Regions from separate parts of the Mus musculus genome. Here regions 2 and 3 are each linked to region 1. The links are chromatin contacts, called in public Hi-C maps. All regions are on one chromosome and are shown on one strand. The core of a region is the stretch at or near the end of the contact, and the rest is flanking DNA. Distances in the headings are between cores, read along the strand shown.

The links. A called contact is a pair of places that touch in the nucleus more often than the background predicts.
Region 2: a contact with region 1 is called in a Hi-C map of cerebellum, with 2.2 times the contacts expected there. The contact joins two enhancer-like sites. A contact is called at or near these places in 3 of 484 Hi-C or Micro-C datasets (cerebellar granule neurons and cerebellum).
Region 3: a contact with region 1 is called in a Hi-C map of cerebellum, with 5 times the contacts expected there. The contact joins two enhancer-like sites. A contact is called at or near these places in 10 of 484 Hi-C or Micro-C datasets (cerebellar granule neurons, cerebellum, nephron progenitors and 2 more) and 3 of 115 datasets of contacts at active chromatin or transcription factors (differentiating embryonic stem cells, embryonic hindbrain and neural tube).

The regions. Positions count from the first base shown.
Region 1 is chr11:18,752,673-18,757,345 of GRCm38.p6, forward strand. All of the region lies in intron 1 of Gm31674 (a long non-coding RNA gene), which reads left to right. Gm28401 (a long non-coding RNA gene) reads right to left here. Exons shown (of 2, transcript XR_872259.2): 2 at 2,825-3,824. Among named protein-coding and RNA genes, the nearest start is that of Gm31674, 6.9 kb to the left of the region's middle. Within about 2 kb of position 2,204, at least 20 of the 459 cell types and tissues checked have an H3K27ac peak or open chromatin away from gene starts, as enhancers often do. A contact at or near this core is called in cerebellar granule neurons and cerebellum, where this site is marked.
Region 2 is chr11:17,766,136-17,770,808 of GRCm38.p6, forward strand. No RefSeq gene overlaps it. Among named protein-coding and RNA genes, the nearest start is that of Etaa1, 190 kb to the right of the region's middle. Within about 2 kb of position 2,531, at least 8 of the 459 cell types and tissues checked have an H3K27ac peak or open chromatin away from gene starts, as enhancers often do. A contact at or near this core is called in cerebellar granule neurons and cerebellum, where this site is marked.
Region 3 is chr11:18,008,686-18,013,358 of GRCm38.p6, forward strand. No RefSeq gene overlaps it. Among named protein-coding and RNA genes, the nearest start is that of Gm31505, 11 kb to the left of the region's middle. Within about 2 kb of position 2,601, at least 35 of the 459 cell types and tissues checked have an H3K27ac peak or open chromatin away from gene starts, as enhancers often do. A contact at or near this core is called in cerebellar granule neurons and cerebellum, where this site is marked.

The DNA of each region.
Region 1 (4,673 bases), core at 954-3,453:
TGTTGAGTGCAGCTCAGAGAGAGTTGGCCAAATTGTTGTCATTCACTTTGACAAAGACAGCAAAGTGCCCCTGTGCAGACAGAGGATTATCAAAATAAATGAAATCACTCACACCCCTTTGTTTGTTTGCCTCAAGAATTGCCTGGCTTTGGATGAGGCTGTGAAATCAGTGTCCGGTGCTTATGGATATACCTCTGTTCACTCTGGAAGGAGGATGGATGCCAGACAAGGACAGACAAGATTGTAAGACTTGCCATTCCGTAGTTTGCATTGGCTAGTACGAAATTAATTTCAAATATTAAGGCAAAATTCTAACAAGAATTCTAAATATGTGGTCGAGTGCATTGATTTCAAATATGTGAAAATATGTAGAATTCCGTATTTTTCTCTTGAGTTCCATCCTCATCTCTCTTACTCAGTGTTGGTCTGCGCAGCATCCAGGTTCAGAAAGCTTTGTGAAATGTAAGAATTTTCCAGCTGCAGTCAAGTTTTCTTTAAAAGTTAAGAATTTTGCATTGCTGACTCTTGCAGCTTTGAAATATAATGGAGTCAAACAGTCAAATTTAGGATTATTATCTCAAATGACCAGTTTCTTTCTGTAAATTATCTTGTATTTATATACTATCTTCGTATGTAAGGAGATAAATGAAACACAGACCCACATATGAGGCATCAATTATCACAGACTTATGGAGGAAGCAAAATAGCTCTGTTATTGCCTGAGCTCAAATATAAATATTTGCATTTTAAACCCTCTTGGTTGCAGTGGGTGAGGTGAGCCTGTCATCAGAGAGGAAGGGGTTAGAGGAGGAGGGGGGTGAAGTCTGGGTGTGTCCATGGCTGAAACAAATGGATTGTAAGCTTTGTTCTTGGGGAAGAAAGAAAGAAAGAAAGAAAGAAAGAAAGAAAGAAAGAAAGAAAGAAAGAAAGAAAGAAAGAAAGAAAGAAAGAAAGAAAGAAAGAATCATTCTCACTTTTCCAAAAAAGGCAATGTTACAAGCTAGCAAAATTCTTATTTTTAAGGTACCTAGGAGGCTATTTTTCATTGATCTTTTTGACAAATACTTACTGCAAAATGAAGTCCAGAAGAAAAGGAGAAAAGGGAATGGGGCGGATGTTGAATATTGGCTTCTTAGAGGATAGTAATCAGTTGTTTATTGGTCTCTACGAGACAAGTAATGACCAACCGCAGTGTTAAGTGCCAGCCACACCGCCTTGGGCTCTTCTCTTCCTACATCAGCCATTATCTGATTAGAGAACCTTGGAGGAAGTCGTTGCTATTGCATAACTTTATGGGTCTTAACAGCGCAGGCTGGCTGGCAGAAAAACTACCTGGGAGGGTTGATAAAGCAACGGTGATTTTATTTACTCCACTTACACCTTGCTCTCAGCCCTGGCGGCTGCAGAAGAAATCTCAAATTGATCCGAATAGGAACTGTGAGGGGCATGGGCAGAGAGAGGGAATGTGATCTGTTCCTTCAAGCTTTATGGGGGTTGCACAGCTTGAAGTGATGACACTGGGAAGCAGCTCAACACTTTCGTAGGGGGTATGTATTTAAAGCAAGCAGAGCGGATTGGAGCAGTGCTAATCATATATGCAATAATACAATGACAGGAATAAAATGTGCTTCTGATCTTTAGTAAGAACGGAGGCTCCTAAAGGTACTGACTGTGTGGTTAACTGTGCTGAATGTCTCTGATTAACAAGTGGAGGCAGTGACATAATTAAGAGGTTATCTGGGCTAATAAAAATGCCCAAACCTACCCTGGAATGTGATCCTTTCACGATACAATTTTTTAAGAATGTCACATGCCCTTGCTTTCTGTTGAGACCTACCCTTAGTGATCCCAGGAGGGAAAATAAACATACGTTTTTAAATGAAGATATTTAAAATGTACCCCATATTTCAGCATGTTGCTATAACCCAGTCTTTTTTATGCTCCTCCTATAAAACCTAAATTAAGCCTCTTAGGAGTGATTTTGCTGCAGGTTCCCTTGAAAAACACAATACATTTTAAATACTTGGACCTGAGCGCACAGTAACATGTAATCACCACCGAATAGTCTCCTTTCCCTCTGTCAAATAGCAGCTTTCTTAAGACGAATTCCTCAAAAGGCAGCTTCATTGGAAATGTAAACTTTCCGCAAATATCAATTGTTCGTGTAGCATGTGGATGAAGTGACTGGCTGAGGCTCCTCCCCCGCCCCCTTCCATTTTAAAACACCCATCAGTGTCAAAGGCAACTGCACATGTCCCTTTTGCTCCTCTAGATAAAGCTGAGAAATGTTAAGAAAAAAAAATGTCAGAAAGCACTCAGTGGATTACAGGCTGGTTTCTGCTGCTTGCCCAGAGAGGATGGCAGGGCAGCCGGGACAGAGGGATCCTGAAAGCTATGCTTTTGTGAGGTGCTCGCTCTGCACACTGTGAAAGATTTGGTGCTATATTTGACAGTTTACTACCTCCTGTTGTTTGTTTTAAATGTAGTCATTCTTTAATATCTCTTCCATGTGCATCTGTTAGATTAAACAATAATGTATTCTTCTACTCTGGCATGTTTCTTTACCCATGTGCTGTGTAGAAATGCATTTCGGTCTCTCCCAAGCACTTTCTGTTTCTTTCTAAAATCCTTGAGACATTCATTCCAAGAGAAAGCAGAGAAAATGCAGAGCTCACACACACTGAAATTCACCAAACTGATCAGTCCTTCGCCCCTTAAATAAACTGTGTGTATAGCTCTGGGGCTTTCCAGACAGTTCATTTATATTGTTAAAAGACATTTACATTCATTTTGTGTATTAAAGAAATAAATAACTGGCTAAGGCTTACAATTTGTTTCGTTCTATTTTTCTGAAGAATATTTAACAATCACAAAACAGAAAATAACAGGAAGATATTTGTCATATTCCAACTGTGCTTAAAACTTAATTGCTTAAACAGAAAATATATTACAAATTCAGTTCTAGATACCACCCTAGAAATAGCAAGGTTCATTCTACAGAAACAAGGTAAAAACTCTACTGATTTTAAATATAAACTTTTCCAAAACAGGTTACAAATGAATTTAGACAAATTTGGCTCTTAACCTTTAAAGATTTCCTGCCCATTTCTGTGTGTCTTTTATTACATTAATTTTTTATTTAAATTACACCATTATCTGGATATGAATTTATCAAGAATACATGTATTGATTTATAAAATAGTACCATTAATTATTATAATAGCTAGATGTGGCTGATATTACAAAGCCATTTAAAGGTTTTTAATATAACTTGGACATACATAGATAGATAGGCACTATGGACAAGACCACAATTTAAACTGGCTACCAGCAGTTAATGAAAGCTTAGATTTATATTCTAGTTTAGAGATTGATCATACTGTTGCTTTGTAAAACTATTTACATCATGCCATTTTTCAAAGAATGTCTCAATAAAAAAGCTAAATAAAACATTCAGTCAATTCCCAAAGCAGATTTTGTTTTCTATATCTTAAGTGCTTAGTGAAAATAATTGATAGTGTGTGTTCCATGCTTTGTCATTTCCATTCCAGGGTGACTTTCCTGGGGTGGGGACCTCGTTTGCATGTGCACACTTTCACACACTTTTGATCCTTGCTAAAGCAAGCTCCTTGTCTTCATTTCAGCATCCACTCCCCAACACATCCAGGTATGTTTTACAGAATGCACACATCAGGATCCATAAGTCTTTTTGGTATCCTTTATGTTTTGCATGGTTTATTCTTCCTTAGGGTTGTGGGAAACTAGGACTTACCCCAAAGCCTCAGGACAGGCAATCACGGAGATAATTTGGGTAAGAAAGCAATCTGAAGAGAAAAAAAAAAGAAAGAAAGAAAGAAAAATGAGGAAGAATATAAGCAAGTAACAACACTTTCAAATTACTTTTCAGATGGTAATTAGCAGCAAATAGATTGAAATTTGAATTCTTTCACATGGTACTTGGCTTGGTCTCCCAGGCTCTTGTCTACCACTTTTCCCTGCCTGGCAACATATGTTACCGATTTATTATAGCATTTCTACTGTTAACAGACAAATCTAAAGGCTAGCTGAGAAGGCTAACTTCATCTGATGACTCTCACAACAACTGCAGGGCATCCTTGAGGGGGAGCCAATAGGCTCTTTTGAAGCTATAATGCCATTAACCCTTTGGATGCTGGAATATCCAGCCTCACTCTGCTCAGAGTGTTTGTAGGCCTTGCAGGTTTATAGAGGCAGAAGGTAAATGCAAATGATTTATTTTATAACTATCTCAGTAGCTTCCTAAACACTTTCTCCCACACAGCCCAAGTCCACTATGACTTTGCTTTTACAGCACACTGAAGTCTGTGCACATGGGGATAAGCACCCCACCACTGAGCATCAAGTTGTCACCCACCTTCCTCTGAGCCGTTAATTTGTTATGGTTTTTTTTTTAAGAAACAAACGTCATTTAAATTTAAGTGGTCACGTTTTTAATAATGCGCACATCTCAAGAATGCAGAGTAAAATGGAAGTTTATTTCAAATTAGGAGGTGGCAGATTTTAAAGGCATTTGCATGTGTATGTGACAGAATAAAGGTCTATGCCTTGATCTGTGTGCACATGAAAGTTTGTGCATGAGTGCTGCCTGTGTAGACTGAAAAAAGCCACTTTAAAATTGCCAAATAACACACATT
Region 2 (4,673 bases), core at 1,281-3,780, 990 kb before region 1:
GGCTTATACTATAGACTTAACTACAGACGTATTCCAGAACAACAATTTATGTGCTACAGATAATTGACCTCAAGGCTTCCTGAGTGTGAAGCAAGCACTCCTTTAACCAAACTACCATCCCATCTCGAATTAGCATGTTTTAGAAACTATAGTTTAAAAGTATAAAGATATAATTTAAAAATATAATTATATAAAAATATAATTGTTCAGTTTCTGTCTAGTGATTGTCGTTTATGCTCAAAATTAAGGAATTTGCACATTCTCCCAAATCTAACTCTTTTGTAAGCCTTCATTTGATTTCTAATTCCAAATTTGCAAACATAGTAGCTGGTGATATCTGTATTTCCATTTTTTTTTCCTATAAGGAAGTCTTTGTATTTTTGAGGCGGAAGTTCTCAACCTGATCTGGTCATTGGAGTCACAGGCACTTTAAATGATGTGATGCTGGCTTCACCAAAGGCTAAAAGCTCTATGGAAGACGCCCACACAATTGAAGTGAGAAAGTATGGTTTAAAAGGCTAATCTAAATAATTACATTGTGAATATTCTATATATAGTCATTTTGTGTGTCCGATTTGTCTTTAGCTCATCATACTGCAATGATGACTTGGACAGCTCCATACTCATTCTCAAATGCTACCTTCTGACCTGTCTATAACACACAGACTAAAAGTAAACACTTTCTCCCCCTCACACTCCTTTGCAGCCAGTGGTATGGCATACTAAAGTTCTAGCCAAGACAAGAGGGTGACTATCTGTTGAGGGCTTCTGGAAAGCCCACACATCCAGGTGTTTCCAATAACATTTAGTCTGCATGCTTCCATTTATCTGCACACTTCCACCAACACAGAGCGAAACTGTGACATGCCAAGGGTAATTTAAGAAGCCAAGGGAGCGCTCTGTCTCTCTTGATTGATGTTCCAACCTCTTTTGTTTCCTCATAAAGTACTTGGAATCTGTGTCAAAGCACTCTGTAGAGAAGGGAAAGGTAAGGGATGCGAGAGCCTGAAGGTTTTCTTTGAAACTGTGTAGGGATGATTGGAAATCATCCATTAAATGCTTGTTGAGTATAATGCCCATGTAGAACATGTGACAGTTATAGGGAGAAACCTAATGACTTACAGGTAATATAGACTTCCACAGAAGAAAACTTAATTCAGACCCTAATTATTTATACTATGTATGTAAATCATTTAGCAACTTTAAATTTTATTATTATTATTATTTATATGAGTGTGTTTGTGTATGATGTGTATAGGAGTACAGATGCACACATGGTGAGTATGTGTTTTTGTATGATATATGTATATGAGTAAAGGTGAGCACATGCTGAGTATGTGTGAATGTTATGTTTGTGTCAGTATAGATGCATACATGCTGAATGTGTGTTTGTGTATGAAATGTACATGTGAGTACAGATGCACATATGTTGAGGTACATTTGTAGAGATCAGAGAACAACCTTAGAAGGTGAACTCACTCCTTCCGTGGAGGGCCCTTGAGATCTAACTCATGTCAGACTTAGGCAGTATGTGCTGTCCTTGTGCATGTCCATGTCTTTCAGTTACAAGGACATGGCTACTGAGTCATCTTGCTGTCCCTTTACTAACTTTTCAATGTTTAATGAATATGCGAAAGCACCAACAAAGTTTTCAAAAGCACACCTTTGTGTTCAACTACCATACCAAGAGACAAGTATTTACCACAACCTGAAAGACCAGTTCTCCCTCTTATAACTAGAAACTTAATGAAGAATAACCATGAGGCTGTTATTCCTTTCATGTTGCATGGAAAACAACCCACTGAGTGATCCTGCAAAGTCACCTTTTCTCCTGTTTGCTTATGCTTCCTACTGAAGTAGGAAATCAAATCGGTACTATGGCACATTTGATTATGGGAAAATGAAAAGAAGGAAATAAAATTCAAAGCAACAAAGCAAAGATTTAAGTTAGCATTACTGTCTAATAATTGAGATACTGGGAGACACTCAATAAGCACACCAGCATTGTTGAAATGATTTAACATTCAAATAGTTGACTGTAAAATATGATCGATGCAGGTGTCATCATTGATCTTTCTTGGGCCTCACTGCTGAAGAATGGGGTTGTAAGATGATCTCAACAAACAATCCTTGACAGAACAGCAAAGGCAACAAGGCACAGGGACAGACAGCTGACAAATGCAGTATGGGGCCATTAAAGCATGTGATGAATTTGCCAGGAAAGTATATATTTGTGCAAGAGGTAAGCTTATATCTCCCATAAATTTGTCAGCTTTGACACAGTGCTCTCTGCTTGGCATGAGTAATGCCTTGCTATTTGCTGCCTTTGTCTGCCAAAAGCTCTATCAGTCATTCCAGGCTTATTTACAAAGAAACATGTCTATCAGTTACAAGGACATGACTTTGCTGTTAAAGATAACAAAAGAGGAAATCAAGCAATGGCCTCTCAGCAAGGGAGGTTTCTTCTCCAGACAAGCTCTGGACTGGAATGAATCAGATGGACAGCAATTGGCCAGGTTGGCCCTGTGCCTAGCATGACCAGCTTCAGTGCATTTATCCACTCTGATTAGATTAGGAATTATTAATAGTGGACTACAGAGTAGAGCAAAGGGTCATTTAGAGTTTAATTCTGTTCTCAGATAACTTCATTTAGGCTGATGGGATTGTTATTGTAGGGGTTTTATATGTTTATAGGAAACAATATACTCAATAATGAAGTCCTGCCTCCTTCTGCAAGGTCAGGAAAGCTATTGTGTAGCTAGATTGAAGTCTTCACAATTGTGTTAATTAAGTAACAGTGATTGGACTTGGCCTACTCTTGAAACAAATTTAAGCAACTAAAAGCTGTTGAGTATGTATTCTTTCAATATAAATATATAGTAAACCATGAGAGACTAGAAAGCAGCCCGTGACTGAGTAAACAGACGAGCTGACACTAAGCTTTTACTTAAGGAAGGCAGGAGCCTGGTTGGCAGATGTGACTTCTTGGCACATGAATACAAATATCTTGTCAGTTTAGGGTTAAATGTAATAGGTTCCCTATTTCTTTCCTTGGTTCCAGATTAACGTCCAAACACAAGGCTACAGGGTTCATACTGGTGGCATGTCATGTCTTATCAGTGACTCATCTCTCCAGCAGGCTTAGCTCAAGGCAGATGGTCAGTGTGTATAGAGAGGCACATAAACGTCCATGTATTTGATCTTTTGTAACAGAGTAAGGATGTTAGTGATGGGGAACTTAGTTCTTTCCTACACAAATTTCACTGGTTTAGGCTGCTTGTGAGTTGGATGCAGAAATGTGTGGAAGATAGTAGCATTGCTGTTTGTCCCAAGTTCAAAGACAGCAATTTGTTATAAGACTGTGTGGAAAATCACAGAAGATTTTGGGGCCCTATCTAAGGCTTCTATGCCTCTTTATTCAGTCCATACACAGGGACAGCCCATGAGAAAAAACTCGTGTGAAATGTTGTACCTGATCATCTTTCTAACCCTTCTCAGATTTTCCTCCATGCAGAAGAACAACACACTGAGGCACAATCTGCTTTCTCGAGTAGAAGGAGTATTGCAGGGAGATGTCTTCATTAACACAAGCTTTGAAAATACTTCTAATCCTACTAGTGATTCTCCCCTAGGAGTGGTTTTGCACCCCCCCCCGTTCAAAGACTGGATTTTGTTGTTGTTGTTGTTGATGGTGCTGATTTTTGTTTGTTTGTTTTGGTGGTGTTGTTTGTCATATCAATTGGTATCTTGTAGATGGAAATCAGGGATGCTGCTAGATTTCCTATAGGATTCAAGACAGACACCCACAAAGAGTTATCTAGTCTAAAATGACAGTGGTATGAAATATCATCAGAGAACTGCTTTGAAGAGCCTTCAATCAGCAAGACTGACTCTTTTATGGACGTTACTTTTTTCAGAGAATGGGCAGCATAGAGTTTCTATATACAAAAAGATTTTGGAAGTATAAAAATAAGAAAGCATATTAGAATTTGAAAAACAAGGTACTTCTTATAAATGTTCTTATTTCAATGAAATCTTTGGAGACATGGATTTTTGCCTTTTCTTGTAACGTTTTTCACATCTTTATGAAGAGGCATAATAAGACTTGAAAGCATATATGAAATATGTACGAGGTGGCATGATATATTAGAGAAGGGGCTGAGCTGACTTTTCAAATAGATAAATGCAATCCAGCCAATGACTAAACATGAGCTTGATCAGGTTATTGAGCCCACTGGGGGCTTTGCTCACCATTTCTGGCCAGACATTCTGACTGAGAGGGTGGATATCATTGGCCATTTCTTATTCTTAGACAACAGTGAGAGCTGAGGCAGCAGTTGCCTTTATTTATTGTAGGTGCTCCTAGGTGACCCTTCACTTATGTCTTCAGTTTGAGTCATTCTGATTTCATATGTGGGTTGGTATAACATTGTCTTATATGATGTTTTATGAATATATTATATATATGTATATAATATGCATATGTGGGCATATATTGCAAGATGCTGCCTTCCTGTCTGTTTAAACCATGGCTTTATTCATGTCCCTCATCACAAATTCTTCAGTGATTTCCCTTTGCCTCTAAGAATCACGTATTTGGTATGATAAAGAAGTCCCTTTCTGAGCTTCTCAAGAATATTTTCCCGTTTTGTCCCAAGTATTTGCTCTAACTG
Region 3 (4,673 bases), core at 1,351-3,850, 740 kb before region 1:
GTACTGAAATAAAGAGTACACATAGAGGGACTCATGGCTCCTTGGGACATCAATGAGAGGAGAGGCTCTTGGTCCTGTGAAGGATCAATGCCCCAGTGTAGGGGAATGCCAGGACAGGGAAGCAGGAGTAGGTGGGTTAGTGAGCAGGGGGAGGGGGAATTGGATAGTGGGGTTTTCAGAGGGAAATGAGGAAAGAGAATAACATTTGAAATGCAAATAAAGAAAATATCTAATAAAAGAAAAAATATATATATAGAGAGAGAACCAAAAACCAAAAGAAAAAAAAAACCCAAAACACAAAACAAACCAAAAAAAAAAAAAAAACCAAAAAAAAAACCAAAAAAACAAAGAGAAAGCTGGGAAGTACATTAGCATTTCAGGCTGCCATTACCACAGGGCTTCCCTGAACTCAGGCACCTACAGAAAGGCAGCCAGAGGGCAAAGGTCAGGGCCAAGAGGTAGGGAAGAAAATGTTTTCGTTTTTTCTTTAACTACAAGATGGGATGGATGATGGACACATTGGGTTGGGGGAGTTGGAGTCGCTGCCTTCATTTCTAGGTGCCTAAGTTTACCTCTTTCTATCACTCTAAGATAGAATATTACAATATTTAATTTACAATATTGAGTTTACAATTTACGATACTTGCGTATTACATATTTGAAACACATTGACTTAGGAGTACTCATTAGCTTCAGCTGACTAATTCAGATAACTTAAATTTAGGACAAGGTCCGTCATTTAGTCTTTATTTGTTCTTTTTATGTCTTTGGCTATTTTGCCTGCATGTGTCTGTGTATCACTAGCATTGCTGGTACCCATGGAGGCCAGAAGAGGACCCTGCATTTCTTGGAACTAGAGCTATTGGATGGTTGTGAGCTACCATGTGGGTGCTGGGGATCGAACCCAGGTCCTCTGCAGGTCAGCAAGTGTTCTTTACCATTAAGCCATCACTTCACCTCTTACCCTGAAAGCACAGAGGTCAGCTTGTTTGCTGATTTGTTCCTAGTTGCAAATGTGACACGAAGAATTCGATGGAGGACTTTTCCCCTCCTTTTCTCGAATTTTCTTCTTCTGTAATTTCAAAAACATGTCAAGTAAATCATTTGTCTAATATCCTAAATTACGGCAAAATGGCTAAAGATAGGAACATTTTGGACTTGTAAAATTTTTACGTTAAAGTGAAGGTATGAAAACCTGTCAAAGTAATTTTGTTCTATCTAGTCAGTAGAAAGTGTTTGGAAACTTGGACTGCATTTTCTTTACCCTCTTCCAGGTTTCTCTGCATAGATTCTTGGTTTTTCATCAAGAGAAGCTTTAGTCATGTTAATTCACCTCTGTACAACCTGTTTTCTGTCTGATTTTTTTTTTTTTAATGCCCCAGTCACTGGCTCCAGAGCAGCAGTAGGCATCGGTCTCTTTGATTCTCTGTGGTATTTTCCCCAGGATTTCTTCCCACATTGCTGTACAGTAAGATTTCTATTTTATTGAAGAATTACCTACTTTTAGCAACAAAGAAATGATTATCATTACTCTGTAAAAGCAGTAGTGCTAAGAATATTTCTAAGCAAAACGCTATAGAAAAAGCAAACAGTATAAAGTAGCTCTTTCTATTCTCTGACAGACCATGAGTTCAAAAAAAAAAATCTTGTTCTTCCCCAAGTTATATTTTAAAGGGGTTAAGCAATCATTCAGATAATCGGACTTCATTGCTTTGAAATTTTATCAAAGTGTCCTCAATCCTTGAGCTGATATCCAGGTCCATTTTGCCAATCGGATAAAGCCTCTTAGATCTTTTTCCTAGAGGCATGAGTGGTTAACTTGATCTTATTGTGCTTCGAAAGAGTCTGTGCTACGCATCATTTTTCATAAGTGCGATTTGTTGTGTTAGGAAAACTCCAGAGAGACTCCTTGTTAGAATGGATTTTGGCTGCCAAGGGCACATTGCTACTAGAACCTCCTTTGTTTTATAGTGAATGAGTTTTAGAAATGTTCTCTGCTTAACCATAAGAGAAACAGAGCAAGGTGAGGGGGAAATTAGCATATGGGGAAATAAAGACTTTATTTCTCAGATTTGGGATGATTTTAAAAGCAGAAGATCAGGGAAGCTAGGCTTGGTGGTGCATACCTTTAATCCTAGCACGCTAAGGTAGAGGCAGAAGCAGGGGGATCTCTGAGAGTTCTCATCTATTTAAGAAATTCCAGGTCAACCAGAGCTAGGAAGTGAAGCCCTGTCTTTAAATAAACAAGGGTGGGCGGGGGGGGGGGAACTGAAAAAAAAAAAGATAAGAGGAAACTATTAACAAAGACCAGCCCTAAGAAAATTCCTTATTTGGAAGCATTGCTTTCATTAAGACTCTTATTCTTCCCCCTCCCCCTTACGTCTCCTTCTCTCCTCCTCCTCCTTACTGCCCCTCCCTCTCGACCCATCCTTAGAAGGTAAAAGGTTTGAAGACAGCTGCCTCCTTTTATTTTACCTTTGTAAAGGCCAGCGATCCCAAGCGCCCACTTGTATCCAGACCAAGACTCACAGCCTTTGCCTGGAAAGAGCACTAGGTGGTGCCCATTTACTTTGCAGTGGAAAGGGGATTCCCCAGGGGAGCAACTCTGGGGAAACTCATCCGGCCCCAGCCTCCTCAGTCAGTGAGAAGTCCTCCTCTAAGAGGTGGTCAGGAGAATGAATGGTGTCCTGTTTTTTTCTCACTTCCTTAAAGCATACCGGACTTGCCCTTTTAGGACACAGCTTTCGTTTAGAGAGAGTGTGTGTTTGCAAATGTGGGGGTGGGAGTAGAGGGGCCTCAAACATCCCCTTTGGAATGAGAAGAGGAATAAAGGCTGCGCCCTCCATCTGTGTGCATAAACAGCACAGCCCGAGTCTCTTGCCAAGACTGCGGTCCTGCCAGATCATCTGGGCATCACGGTGCACATGCTCGCCTTATTTTTCTGCTTTGCCTATAATAAAGCCGTAAAAAATCGAAGAAAGGTGACTCTTAAATTCTACTTTGCATCTTCACAACAATAATTCTTTGTCAAATTAAATCCTGTTAATTTGAAGATTCTGCATCCCAGTGTTAATTTCCACGCCTACTCCTTGATGGGGTGGCTTTCTACTGCTGGGCTTATTCCTTAAAAAATAAAATCTTCTTAGGCTTGCTGAACAGCTTGTTGCTTTGTTTTCAAGGAGAGTAGGTAACTGGCTAAAATGATGTGTTCTCTGTTTTCCTGTTTTCCCCACTCAAGGGGCTGTCAGATCTGTTTTAAAATGTAGAAACACTTGGAAGTTTTCTTTTTTCTTTGTAAAGATCTGTAGCAACTGGCATAATCATGTTAATTGTCACAAAAATGGGAATAAGAGACAATTCATGTAGAAATATATAAAATATTCATCTTTCTGTGACTCTAGTCCCAAAGTTGAGCTGAGTGGAGCTAAGCCCTCCATGTGTTTTTGTTTTGCTTTAAAGAAGGCAAGACAAATGGTTGTCTCAACATCTGACTAGACTCTTCTAGCAAAACCTGGATTCTGTCACGATGAGGGGAGAATAAGACGTAGTTTCAAGAAGTTAAACTAAGGGCAAAGTTTTCTGAAGCCATGAGAACCACTTCTGAGCTCTTGCTGCCGGGTCATATGTCATGGTATGTGGCAGCTGACTGCTCATTAATTCTATTTATATCAGTGTGAGAACCCACCCCACTGAGTACGCATGTGTTAAAATATTCATAAATTATGTTTATTTAGAACAAATATACAATAAATGCCAAAATAAGAGCATTATTTAACCACCAAACTAGCCGACTACTAAATAAGCAAGGCTTTTCACTGCCAATATGGTACAGTGCACTTTGTTAGACTGTCCTATCCAGTATTTCCTTGAGAATGCTCACCTTTTGTTTTCTCAATTCCACAAAGGAAATAGGTTTCACTGAAAGGAATAGAGTTGGGAAACAAAGGATGCTCTGCTACTGAAGAGCAATAATAAATTTGACTAGAGCAAATGAGAAATGCACTTTAGCAATCTAAAATCCAAGAAAGTGTTCACTAATTCATGCACACTTGGACTGAATCGGGCAGTGTTTCCTGAAAACAAATCAAGTTAAGCAGACCAGATGAACTCTTGATAAAGTTGGCTGAAAAAAAAAATAGAAATTTTAATTATATATATTTTTCTCAAAATAAAGAATGGCTAAAAACAAATTTACATCACTGTGAACTGAATTAAAAAATCAGAACCACGACTGCAGCCTGAATTTTCAAAGTTAGTGCTCTGTAGTGAGACACCCCCGAACAATGCTCACTTAAAAGATGCTGTGAGGCTGACATGGTAGAGGTGTTTTTTCTCTCGGCAAGCTTCCTGAGCAGATAGCCAGCACAGTTGAAAAATGTGAATTCCTTGTTCAAATTCCAAAGCTGTGCTAGATAAAAATACATCGTCTAATTTATCCACTTCATCATATTCTACATCAGCACCATGAAATCATCTGGGACTATTAGCTAATAGAAGCACCATTCAGATTTAACTGAAAGCACGGCCCTCTTAATAGGCAAGCTCTGTTTCCACTTATTTGACTATTTGTAATATTCTCTGAAAGTGTTATAAATGTAAACACTCTCATCAAAAGTACCATTTTTCTAGATTGAAATGTCATTGATACCTAAGGCAGAGTGAGACAGTCTGGA